Regions from separate parts of the Mus musculus genome. Here regions 2 and 3 are each linked to region 1. Evidence: chromatin contacts called from public HiChIP or PLAC-seq data. All regions are on one chromosome and are shown on one strand. Each heading gives the region's core, a stretch centred on a gene start, on an enhancer-like site or on the middle of the called end of the contact. The rest is flanking DNA. Distances are from core to core; before and after follow the strand shown. Region 1 overlaps Fmn1 (formin 1). Region 2 overlaps Gm46756 (a long non-coding RNA gene). Region 3 overlaps Fmn1 (formin 1).

Region 1 (4,081 bases), core at 1,025-3,524:
ACTCAATACTCTATCATCTGCTCAGGCATGGTGTTTTTTTGTGGCCATCCTGAATACTGAGTTTCTAATGGGACTCTATTCGGTGGTGATTGTAAAACCCCGAAGCCCTGTGACTATTATAGAGCATACTTTCATCTCCTCCTCGGTTATTGGGCAATATGTATCTCATAAGGTTTTATCACATTTCACAGATGAACTGTTAATTGATTCCATGGCTACGATTAGGTGAGATCCAAGCTGGAACTGCTGCTCCAAGTCTCATAAATTCTGTGTGCTTCTGTAAATAACAAATCTGTTTTTAATGCAAATTAAAACTACTGGCCAGGGAATTTGGCTCCTAGTTATTAAAAGACTACAAGTGTTTAAATGGAGAAAGGCAATGATGAGAGTAATCTCTGAAGGACTTTCTAATAATCCCAAATGCACATATTGTGAAGCAAAATCAGTAATCATAGAGAGTAGTGAAGTCTATTCTTTCCCTACATCTACAGCTGTCAAAATACTGACAAAATCAAATGAGTGTTCTATATCCTATATTCTTGCATCGTTCACCATGGAATTTACATTGATTGTACTATGAGGATATATAGAAACTTAAACAACCAAAGAGGCAGGCTGTGGATTTCATACTGGGTTATTGGGTTTGGATCTAGAGCGGCCAGGCAGGTTAACATTTCCAATATTCTCATTCTATCCTACAGATGAGACAATGGAGTTCTGGGAAGACCGAATGTCCCCATTCACCATCAGAGCTGGGTCTCCATTCAGGTTCCTGACTCCCTGTGAGACACATGTCCTGCTCTCCCCTTCAGTTGTTTATGGGCACTGACACAGGCACCTCCCACACAGAACACTCACTTCCTCCCATCCTCCTTTAGACTCATGTGTCACACATGAGCATGGGTCACCCCAGGAGGGCACACCATCATTTTCCCCCTTCTTTCTTTCTGTCCACTTTCTACACAGAAATGGGCTTGTATGTACACTGACACAGGAGAAAGTATTTCACTTTGTATCCAGAGGACTCATTATCTTCCTATCTCATAGCAGGGTGTAGTGTTGAGCATACATGACTAATCGCCAGGATTCCTCCATCGCCTGAACACCACCTCTGTATTATCTGGAACCCACATTTGGACACACTAGAAAAACCGGTGCAGTCTCAGAAGCAACAGTGTTGCTGACATTTAACACAAATATGTCAGTGGCCTGGGGATTTCTCTTTCCAAAACTTTGTCTTCTTAGCCTCTTGCTCTGTGTGTGTGTGTGTGTGTGTGTGTGTGTGTGTGTGTGTGTGTGTGTGTGTGTTTTCAAGGGGTTGGATTTGGGAGGCCTTGCTCACCTCTGTCAGAAGAGCTGAAAATTAAAAGACATGCTGGATTTCAGCATGTTTCCCCTAAGTGTTTTGGGAACCCGGACAGCAAGTGACTGTTCAGAAGAAGCAAGTACAATCCAGGGTCTGCTTTGATGATGGCACAGCAATGCTGACAGACAGAGCCACTCTGAGGAGGTGCCTGCCTCATTTGACCCCAGTGATTCCTTTCTATTGAAGACAAAGCTCAGCACTGCACTATGAACCTACCATGTCTGATAATGTCCAGACTACTGCCCTCTCCAGCCAAAATGTTCTTCACAAAACTTCAGTTTTGGTTTACACAACAGTGCACCGAAAACTTGAAATTTGGACAAGAAAAAAAAATCACTGATATTTAATTGCCAGGGGGACTCTTCTCCAACAGACAGCAGACAAAGGATGCTGCGTGCTTCTTGAAATGTCCAATTCTCAGAACATAACTCCCAAATAGCATTCAACTTTTTAAAAAAGATTAATTTCTAATCATATGTTTTGTTTTATACCAACTTATTTCATCTCACTTTAAAGTGGTCTCCAACTCTACTCCATTACATTTCCTCGTCTGATCTACATCCTTTTAATTTGGCCAAACATTTTTTTTTTTTTTTTTTTAAGGACAGATGATGAAGTGCCCAGAGCCAAAAAACAAAGTGCTCTCTATACTTGACGTGGAGATGCTGGAGTGGAACACTTCCCCTCACTGTTCATTCTCTCATGTGTGCCTTCAGAAACTGCTTAGGGAAAGCAAATAGCCCTTAGCCTCAGAGTAAATTGTTTCTCTTGAGAATCAAACATAGGAATTTACCAAGTCTCACACGAATATTGCAACACTAACCACAACCTCCTTAAAGAGTGCAAGCCAACAACCGTGGTTTCTACATTAAAGATGAGATCTGACATATTTCAAGGATGACCTGAAAGCTAGACTACCTTCACCACAAAGCCACGGAAAATGCTGACAACCCAAAGTTATGACTCCCTTAGCATGTCTAATGCACAGCAGCAGCCTGGGCCTCGCCAATGTGAGCCCCTTGCCCTTCAGCAAAAAGTCTTGAAAAGGGATTAGGAGCTTGACATGCACCCCGGAAGCCGAACTGCCGCTTGGCCTGATACCAGCCTGCCCTTGTTGATGGTCTCTTCTCTGAGTGCTGAGTGTCTCTGACACTAATTTTACACACCAAGGAAAGAAAGTGTAATGTGGGGGTGAGTCCAATTGAGGGGAGCCAAAATCTGGAAGCACAAGCATGTAATTGTCTGAGTTTTAGACAATTATCATGATAGGATGCTGCTCATGACTGGAGAACATGTCTGCACTTAGGAAACTACAGGACTGGCCCTTCATCTTGCTTTCATCGGTATCTTAATTTTGTTGGCAGATTCGGGCAGGAAGCAGGACTAAGCGCTGGCACCTGTCTCTGGGTTATTAGAACTCTCCAGAATTGCAGCAAGAGCGAAAGAAAATGGCGCATTCCTCGTTGAGGCATTCTTACTTATGTCCATCACTGCGAAGTTCTTCTCAGCTATTTTGTAAAGCCTATTTTTCCCCCCTTAGACGCTATTTCCAAGCCCAGTTCCTGCATTTAATTACTGGGAACTTTTAGAATATTTTACCATCACATGTATCCCAGTCTTCTCCTCTGAAGGACAATGCCCCCTTCCACTTCCTTCTAGAAGGGAGGTACATCCAAGGAACTGGCACAGTGAACTAAGAACCTTCCCTTCAGGGATTCAAACAGATGGACAGAGGAAGTGACAGACTCTGGTGTCTACTGAGAGAAGCCGGGGTCAGGAAGAGGGGCTAGGCTCAAAGGAGGAACTCTAGGCTCTCTTCTGACTTCTGGTTGGAGTGTCTGTATGCAGAACGTAGTCCCTTTCTCCTTCTGTCCCTTGTCTATGAAAGCCTCTAGGATCTGAGCAAAGAAACTGAAATAACCTTCCTAGCTATTTATGCAACTGGCCTAACCTAGTTACAATGTTGAAAGAAAGCAACTCTCTTCCTAACGTCCGTGAGCCCGTTTAGGAGCAGAGTTGGCAGGAGAGGCAAGCGGATGGAACAGGATCATGGTATATATGATGGCAAGGTGGGGGGGGGGGGGTCTCCTATGGCTCACAGTTCACAGAGGTCTCAACGGACAGGGCCAAAGCACTGGCTGCTCAAACACAACGCAAGTGAGCTAAGTTAGTCATAAAAGTCCAAATGCTACAGGGCTCCATAAGGAGGTAGGAAGTGCAGGAGTGGCTGTCCAGGCCTTGTGGGGGAAAGGGTATAGGAGAGGAGCTGTGTGTGTGTGTAGGGGGGAGTGGGAGTGGGGTGACGGTGATCGGAAATAAATAATACATAAGTGGGGTGGGGGTGGGGGTGAACCTCTGAGTATGCTACTTACTCCTGAGAGTGTGACTGTGGACAGTTTCAGATAGAGTTCTGGAGACTGATGGTTGGGTAGCAATGGGAATATTCCCTATGGTAATAAAAAGAGAGGATGCCTAGTCTGAGAAAGAACGGAGACCAAATCACAGATGCTTACCTTTTCTGTGCATTCTCCAAGTGACTTTCTTCCATCTTGTGCTCTTTTTTGGCTGTGAAAGAGAAATAAGTATGATTAGATCATTTTTCAATATCATATCCTTACTCACTCCCACTATTCATCATGGGAATTCAGAAATGCATTCTGTGTCACATGCATGGACACCAGATCCATCCTATGACACTGCCTCCTTCAATACGGC
Region 2 (4,081 bases), core at 874-3,373, 75 kb before region 1:
CAGTAAACTTTAAAAAAAAAAGGCATTAGTTCAAATATATATATATAAAGCTTATGTATTCTGTATTTGACAGTTTTCCAACATCTAGAAAGGGGCTGGATTTTTAGCAATGAAGAGACACCTTCACACTCATAAAACAGAGATTGTACCAGGGTGACAGAACTTAAAACCCAGTTTTCTGTGCAGAAGTCTGTTTCATTCATCACTTGTTATAAAACCATTATGTTTAAGACATAAATCTCAGATATGCGGTAACTGTCACAAGGCACTATCCTGTGAACCAAGGATATCCTAGTTGTATTAGTTTAAGCTGTTCACTCAGGTGTTAGGAGTCTAATTCCCTAGGGTTCCCTTAGGTTGCATGGGCCCTGGCATCACTTCTGGGCATCTACATTCTTCATCATGTGTGGGCATAGTTGCACAGTCCTAAACCAGGTTCTAGAACACTTCATTGGTGATAAGGTCTTGTTACAGACTCTTCAGACTCCCAGTGGGTGTCAGGTCAGTTCAGTCCACTACTCTAGCTGGACCAGCCAGCTCCATTTCCTCTGTTCTATATTTTCTTTAAAAAACAATAGGGTATTCCATGGATGAAAAGACCTAACCATTGGCAGAGAGAGAAGATGCCAAAGCGTAGAGCACTATGCTCTTTCCAACTGTTTTATAGTGATGGGTCATACACCGTGTCCCATTGCTCCTGGTGAATGGGGAGCCAAGGAGCACAGGGGTGTGTTCTCTGATCCCATAGCAATCATAACAATGGAAGCTCTCCTAGAGGGCTGTGATCCAGAACCACAATGCTTAGCTATCCAGTGAGTTTCCTCTAAAATGTAAAAACCAGAGCAGGCTGAGAACAGTGGGAGCTTCTTTGTGGTTGTGTGATTGTCACCCAAAGGAGATCGAGAACAACTCTGTACTTTTGATGGCAATGAATGTTTCTGTCTTCCAGGGAGGCAGTGAATAAGAAATGGTTCTTGTCCATTCTTACACATATCTCACAGGAAGGAAATGCATGAAAATTAGACAAATGATCAAGCTGGGTGATATGAAAACCTGGTAAGAGCTAGCAAGGGCTTAGGGCAGAAGAAGTGTAGAGTTCAGTGCTGGTCCTAGGTGTTTGCTCAAGGGTTAATGAGGCAGCATGGTGGACATGAGCAGGACAGCAGAGAAACCTTGGCAGCCATCCAGATGTGCAGTGATCCTGACCTGGACTGGGGACACTTTGAAGTCAAATATGTGAACTGCCACTGGCAACCAAGGTTTGGGTGAACACCAGTATGGTTCCCATGGGGATGGGATAAAACAAGCCAGAGGACAGCTGACGAGACTCACAGCACTTTAGCTCTGATTCAGCTCAGCCTGTGCTAGACATACAGGCACTCAAAGATGAGGGTAGATGTACTTCTCTGTGCACTTAGGGCTGGTTTGTTCAAGAGCAGAGGGAGCCTGAGACAACAAGGGAAACACTGAACACAGGGTAAAAATGAATGACTATTTTGTTTGAGGTCCATCCTCAAATTCCTTGCTATATCTAGGCAACTTAATATCCATATTAAATACCTAGACTGGAAATGCAATTCTTGCTTTGAAAGCTTTCTTCATAGTGACAAGGTTCTTTTCCTTGGATTGGTGCCATGGAATTGACTTGTCAATAACTGCCATTAAAAAGCTAAAACTTCTGTACCATGTAGAGGAGCTGTCTGTCTTTGAAATAAACACAAATCCTTATTTAGAAGCACTCGAGCATCCCTCTCTTCCCCATTCTTCTTTTTAACTCCTGTCCTTATATTTATCTCCTTTCCCCTCTCCCTCCCTCCCTCCCTTCCTTCTTCCTTCTTCCTTCTTCCTTCTTCCTTCTTCCTTTCTTTCTAAGAAGACTGGAAACCTAACAGAGGCCCAGGCTAGGTTTTCTAGAGTAGTAAGAAAAAAAAATCAGCATATCTTGAAGGAAAATCCACTCTTCACTGTCTAAAAACAGTGGATTGCTCTGGTTGGCAATGTGGCTGCTGTATGAATCGTTGCGATTGATTTTGAGCAAGGTTTCGGTCTATTACAACATGCCTTCATGACAGTGAATCAAATGTGATTCATTCTCTAGGATCATTGTGTGGTCCAACCACTTCCCTCTAATATGAAGGAAACGAAGGAATGTGGCCTCCACTCGGGTGCCTGAGATCCTGCAGTCCCCTTGCTGCTCAGGGTGATGTGATGATCAGAGTCACCAGGAATCTTACTGCACCTGGCAGACACATGGGAGATCATCTGAAGCCAGTGTCTGGGGACACAGAGCCCCCACATGCTGCCCACTTCAAAGCTTGTCCATTTTATTTTGTTTCTCTTGTTAAATAGACAAGCAACATGGGGTACAGAAACAAACATTACAGTCAAGATTACCTTGCCCTGTTGGAAATGTTTTCCCCATTCAGGAGTTCTTTCAGTGTTAGGGTAAACAGGCTGGATGCTCATCTCCAAGGTTTCTTTTGCATTTTAGATGAGATTTCTCTGATAATTGTTTTCTTCCTTGTCTGATTCTTTCAATGATACTGTGTTTCTCTGGAGAGTGTGCCCTCTGTAGACATCACGTGCTTGATGTCCATGAGGCTCTCTGCAGACATGGATAGACAAGTGGTTAGTTTATATAAAGCACACGTGTATTGCTCTGACATAGGCAGTGACAAGAAAATAGTTTACTTTTTTCATTGTTTTTCTTTTAAAAAGGAATGAGGAATCAGATTCCGGATGACCCAACTTTCTAATCCAGGAAGCAAAGGAGCAGAGAAGACTTCAATTTAGGGACCAACAAGATGGTTCTCTAGGTAAATGTGCTTGCTGCACAGGCCTGTCAACATGAGTTCGAGTCCCAGAACTCACCTAGAGATGGAAGGAGAGACTCAACTCCACAAGTCTGTCCTCTGATCTCCACAGTGCACTGTGGTGCGCATGCCCAAGGCACACACACACACAGCATTCTCTCACACACAATCGTAATGAATACATAAAATTTACAATGTTTAAACTTTGACCTTTGCTTGCCAAATGCCAAGTTCAGGTTTATCTGTAAAAGGGAAATCAGGCCTGAGACTTATTCCCCCACCTTTATTCTTAAGCTCTCTCTATTATGCAAACACCAAAACACTGAACTTATTTGTAATTTCCTAATTTAAAACATAGACATGTGCTTACCTAGAACCAGAAAGACCATTGCCACACATCCTCTCAGGTGTGGATCCTAGCTTCAAAATCCAGAGTCTGTGTTTAATTTGGAATAGCTGCAGAAGCCAGAAAGCTAGAAAACAGCCACTCGAGGGTGGAAGAGAAAAGTCTCAAGGGAGGTTAGGCAGCAGAATAGAGGTGGCATGAAGGGAGACAGGGGTGGGGGTGGGGGGACTGAGAGAAAGACAACGCAAGTGTGGGGGATGGTGCGTGGAGGGCAGAAGTGAGTACGGTATGGGGAAGGCTAACTAGAGAAACATAATTTATAAGCTCTTCAAAAAAATAAAATAAAAGAATGTGGCCCAAAGGCTAAGAGTGCTTGCTACTGTCCCTGAGGACTTGAATCTGGGTAACAGTACCCACATCAAGTCACTTACAATCATCTGTAACTTTAGCTCCATGGGGTTCCAATGCATTCTTCTGACCTCTGTGGGCAGCCACATCTGTGTGGAATATACATATACAAAACAAACAAACAACCATTAAATAGTTTTTAAAATACACATTACATATAATTTTTAAAAGGAGTTTGCCCCTCCAACACATAGAGGACTTGAAGTTAGGAGGGAGGTAAGGCATTAAAGACAACTGGAAAGAGATAATGTTGGATGGATATAATCAAAATGCATTGTATAAATGGGGGGTAGTGGTATGGTACACACAATTAATCTCAGCACAGGGGAGGTAGTAGCAGGCTGATCTCTATGAGTTTGAGACTAGTCTGGTCTACAGAGATCCAGGACAGCAGGGGGCCACATACTGAGACCCTGTCTAAGATAGGAAGAAAGGAAGAGGAGGAGGAAGAGGAGGAGGAGGAGGAGGAGGAGGAAGAGGAAGAGGAAGAAGAAGAAGAAGAAGAAGAAGAGGA
Region 3 (4,081 bases), core at 967-3,466, 68 kb after region 1:
TCTTAAAGTATACAGGGCTAGGAAAGCTTATTCAGAAAGGACAGCTTATGAAACAGATTGAAATGCCAAGAGAGGCAATGGGAGAGGGAACACCAGGAGTGACACTAAAGCATGTTGAGGTGGCACGGTGGTGTAGTACATCACAAGAACTCAGAGTCCTCTTCCCCTTGGTTTCCTATTGACCAGAGTTTAGCTTCAAGGAAAGTGTCTATAAGAGCAGATCTCTGGCTCCAGAGATTTATCAGGTGATGTGCTGGGGCGGGTGGTTCCAGAGTCCACAAAGAGGAAAGGATATCAGAAGGCACTATAAACATAGGGGGCTTAGAGTTTTCTTTAAACAAGCTGTTTTCTTTAAACAGCTCACCGTGAAGATACTCGACTGGAGTTTTTTTGTTTGTTTGTTTGTTTTTTGGTTTTTTTGTTTTTGTTTTTTTTTTTTTTTTCTTCCAAGACAGTGCTTCTCTGTATAGCCCTGGCTGTCCTAGAACTCACTTTGTAGACCAGGTTGGCCTTGAACTCAGAAATCAGCCTGCCTCTGCCTCCCCAGTGCTGGGATTAAAGGCGTGCACCACCACACCCGGCTCGACTGGAGATTTTAATTGAAGTAAAGGAGCAGACCATGAAAGAGCTTGAGAGTGGGAATCCAGGGTATTACTCAGAACATGTTAAGCTTGAAATGATAACTAGACACTCATGTTGTATATAAAAGCATGCACTCGAGGACACATGACTGAGACAGAAATACACCAGGGAGTCATTGACATAAAATTGGTATTTAAAGCCACAGCAATAGATGGGTTGCCAAGGAGGGACCATAGCCAGAGAAGAGAGGGCTTCAGCACACAGCCTGGGGCATGCAGACACTGCAGGAGAGGCCAGCTGGGAGGAAAAATGAGAAACGAGGAATGCAGAATTATCCAATGCAAGAGGAAAGCAGTACAGCGGGAAGGGCAAAGTGTACACCAGCCCTATACAGTTCTGTCCATCAAAGAAAATGGACAGGGAGGTGACTGGTGAATCTGCCGCCATGGGAGTCACTGACAACATCACAATGTTCACTGCTAAGTGGGGGCGGGGAGTGGTATGCTGAGATGGAGACCGGTAGGCTAGGCAGAGACCCACTCTGTAGCCATGTATGTATAGTTAAGTTTTAATATGTGTGTGAAATTAAGATGGAGAAAGAATGGCTAAAGCACAGGTGGGCCAAGGAGAGTTTGTTTTCAGGTGACATGAAAAACCTGCCATAGGCCACATGCTTGAACACTGCCTTCAGCTAGTGGTGCTGTTTTGGAAGGCTGTAGAACAGTAATGAGGTAGCTCTCTGCTGGAAGAGAGAGTCGACTGGGAGAAGAACTTGAGGGTCTGTGTCTAGACCCAGTTCCTGTCCACTATCTGCTTCCTGACTGACCATGAGATGTAAACAGCCAAAGTTGAGATTTTTGTGACCATGCACTCCCAGCCATGGTAGGCTATATCCACCTGGAACTGTAAAGCCAAAAGAAATTCTTTCTTGATAGGGACTTCATCAAATTAGATCAGAGAGCACTAGATGGAACAATGGGTAAAAATCTTGCTATGCAACCACAGAGACCTGAGGGATGAAGGAGGCTAGTGACTACTCAGTCTATCTGAAACAAACAAGCTCAAGGTTCAGTGAGAGGCCTTGCCTCAAGAAAAAGAAAAAAAAATGGTTGAGGAAGATGTAAAGTCAACCTCTGGCCTCTGCACATATTTGTACACACACACACACACACACACACACACACACACACACACATACACACACACACACACACACACACATCAGATCAGTTTCTAGTTGCTGAGATGTTTCAGAGATCCTCTTATGGAGTAGGACTCTGTCGAAAGGACCTTCCATTGGGCTGCTCTGATTAAGTACAGAAGGGTCACAGCCCTCTAGGGAGTGGGTGCCTCTTTCTCCAGAGGAATGTTGTATAAAAATAAACCCTCCAGGAATCTCAGGCCTAGGGGAATCCCATGATTCTGATTCACTTCACTGAGGGAGGCTGCTGGAGATCAAATGCACCTTAATGTCCCATGATTGTGAGTATTTTGCATGAAGAAATTTAAGCAGAAGTGACAGGGCTAAGTGAGGACCTGCCAACATGCTTTAGGACTTCTGGAAAGATTTGCGAAGCCGGGCCACCAACTGCAGCCTTTGCACGGCATTGTCTACACTATTCATAGGACCCTCCTATCGGACATCAGAGCTGAGTCACAGTTTCCACTGTGATGATTATGTGGTTATGGGTGCAGCCTTGGTCTGTGAGACATTAGCATGAAAAATATTCATTAATCACCTACCCACGACTAGCCTAAATACAGATGGATTGGGCATGATTTGATTTATAGAGTGTTAAATGATCCAGCCATATACCAAAAAATGTTCCTTGCATAGGTCTTCATGAAAATTGTCATCTTCAGAAGCCTTCATTTGAACTAATGACTGTAATTCTAGCAGGTCTTGTGAGGTATATAAATACATAACTTGAAAGATAAAGCATTATCAAGAAGGATTTGTGACTATGTTGCCATAAATCCATTTGTTTAGAGAAATAAGGATATTTCAAGCAACAGACAGAAAAGCTGGATCAGTCATCCCTGCACCGGGGAGGCTGAGGCTGGAGGATAATGAGCTGCAGGCTAGCCTGGGCTACATAGTAAGTTTTAGCTTAGGCTGGGTTGTGGAATAACACCCTGTCTCCAAAAAAAAGTCTTTGTATGAGAGAGAAAGAGAGAGGGGAAAAAGAGAAGAAAGAAAAGAAGGAGGGAGGGAGGAGGGGAGGGAGGGAGGGAGGGAGGGAGGGAGGGAGGGAGGGAGGAGGGAAAAAAGGAAGGAAGAAAAGAAGGAGGGAAGGAGGGAGGGACAGAAGGAGGGAAGGAAAGAAGGAAGGAGGGAGGGAAAAAAGAGAGGGACAAAGAGAGATTGTGTGTGTGGGGTGTGTGTGTGAGAGAGAGAGAGAGAGAGAAAGAGAGAGAGAGAGAGAATGGAAAACAAATGGCAATTCAGCAAGGCCAACTTCCAGATTGACTCTAAGCCATGTGTGGCAGGAGCTAAGCATGACATTACTAGGCTTCTACAGGGAAGGAAATTCATCTTGGAGAAGACCAACAGTTAGCTTCTCAAAAGTACTATAAAGGTAACAGACACATGTGCAGAAAATTAAAATAACAATATAAACCTACTAGTGGAAAACTCTTCCATGGTACCATGGCGAGAACGGAGCCGGCATTTTCCCTTTCGTTTTTTCTATGTCTAGGTCTCTGTATCACAGCCTTGCTGTCTGTAACAATTGTAACAACACACAGGTTGCCTTTATCCATGAGCTTTTATATACCTACAATTGCCAACATAACATGTATAATTTCTATTAATCTTTCACTTATACTTTCTGACATTCTTTTGTAAAATTCATGAGCATTGTATTTTAGAGTCATAAGAAATTTTCAACTGCACACGCCATCGGTCACTTAGCAGTTCCGCTACAGCTGGGCAGGAAAGCCTTTCTGCAGCAGCCTACAGGGAGTCGGGGGCTAAGCTATGGCTGTCTCCATACAAATGTATTCTGAGTTCAGGTTTGCCTCCTTAGGCTGTAGCAGGCTAAACTACATGAAAAGTGGGAAAACAGTTCTCGGAGTTCTCAAAACATGGTGGCCACATCACTTTTGGTACAGCCAAAGCTTACACTACTGCGAGAGATGACAAGGAGAGTCTTTGAAAACTGTGATTTCCATGCGACTCTGCAGAGGTGGGTGAGCCCCAGAGGCTAGAACTGTGTCTGCCACGGAATACAGCAACTTAAAGTGATTATTCTCTAGAAGGGATAATGGCAAGAAACTTAGTCAAATAGACAATAACTGGTGATCTATAAAAGTTGACAATAAGCATAAGGTTGTTTTTTAAGTCTATTAAATAACCCGCTTTTTTTTTAGAGGGGCATTCTAACAACACATTTAATTTTATCAATACATACACACACATTTACATCAAACACTATTTCTCAAATATACATTTTTATATCATTAACATAAATGTAGGATGTTCAGATTAGCCAATCAA

Evidence for each region. HiChIP or PLAC-seq counts read pairs in DNA pulled down with a chosen protein or histone mark.
Region 2: a contact with region 1 is called in a CTCF HiChIP or PLAC-seq map of the NIH/3T3 cell line, with 13 read pairs. The contact joins two enhancer-like sites. A contact is called at or near these places in 1 of 15 datasets of contacts at CTCF or cohesin (the NIH/3T3 cell line), 4 of 484 Hi-C or Micro-C datasets (adipose-derived mesenchymal stem cells, embryonic fibroblasts, granulosa cells and 1 more), 1 of 115 datasets of contacts at active chromatin or transcription factors (the NIH/3T3 cell line) and 4 of 9 other capture datasets (adipose tissue, liver, macrophages and 1 more).
Region 3: a contact with region 1 is called in a CTCF HiChIP or PLAC-seq map of the NIH/3T3 cell line, with 15 read pairs. The contact joins two enhancer-like sites. A contact is called at or near these places in 1 of 15 datasets of contacts at CTCF or cohesin (the NIH/3T3 cell line), 1 of 484 Hi-C or Micro-C datasets (nephron progenitors) and 3 of 9 other capture datasets (adipose tissue, liver and pancreatic islet).

What each region holds. Positions count from the first base shown.
Region 1 is chr2:113,687,959-113,692,039 of GRCm38.p6, reverse strand. It overlaps Fmn1 (formin 1), which reads right to left. Exons shown (of 20, transcript NM_010230.2): 17 at 3,880-3,931. It overlaps 4930533B01Rik (RIKEN cDNA 4930533B01 gene), which reads left to right. Exons shown (of 6, transcript NR_040614.1): 6 at 702-987. Among named protein-coding and RNA genes, the nearest start is that of 4930533B01Rik, 19 kb to the left of the region's middle. Within about 2 kb of position 2,274, at least 30 of the 459 cell types and tissues checked have an H3K27ac peak or open chromatin away from gene starts, as enhancers often do. A contact at or near this core is called in the NIH/3T3 cell line, adipose-derived mesenchymal stem cells, embryonic fibroblasts and 1 more, where this site is marked.
Region 2 is chr2:113,763,218-113,767,298 of GRCm38.p6, reverse strand. It overlaps Gm46756 (a long non-coding RNA gene), which reads right to left. Exons shown (of 2, transcript XR_003954050.1): 2 at 1,273-3,984. Among named protein-coding and RNA genes, the nearest start is that of Gm46756, 4.1 kb to the right of the region's middle. Within about 2 kb of position 2,123, at least 22 of the 459 cell types and tissues checked have an H3K27ac peak or open chromatin away from gene starts, as enhancers often do. A contact at or near this core is called in the NIH/3T3 cell line, adipose-derived mesenchymal stem cells, embryonic fibroblasts and 1 more, where this site is marked.
Region 3 is chr2:113,619,971-113,624,051 of GRCm38.p6, reverse strand. All of the region lies in intron 15 of Fmn1 (formin 1), which reads right to left. Among named protein-coding and RNA genes, the nearest start is that of 4930533B01Rik, 87 kb to the left of the region's middle. Within about 2 kb of position 2,216, at least 45 of the 459 cell types and tissues checked have an H3K27ac peak or open chromatin away from gene starts, as enhancers often do. A contact at or near this core is called in the NIH/3T3 cell line, where this site is marked.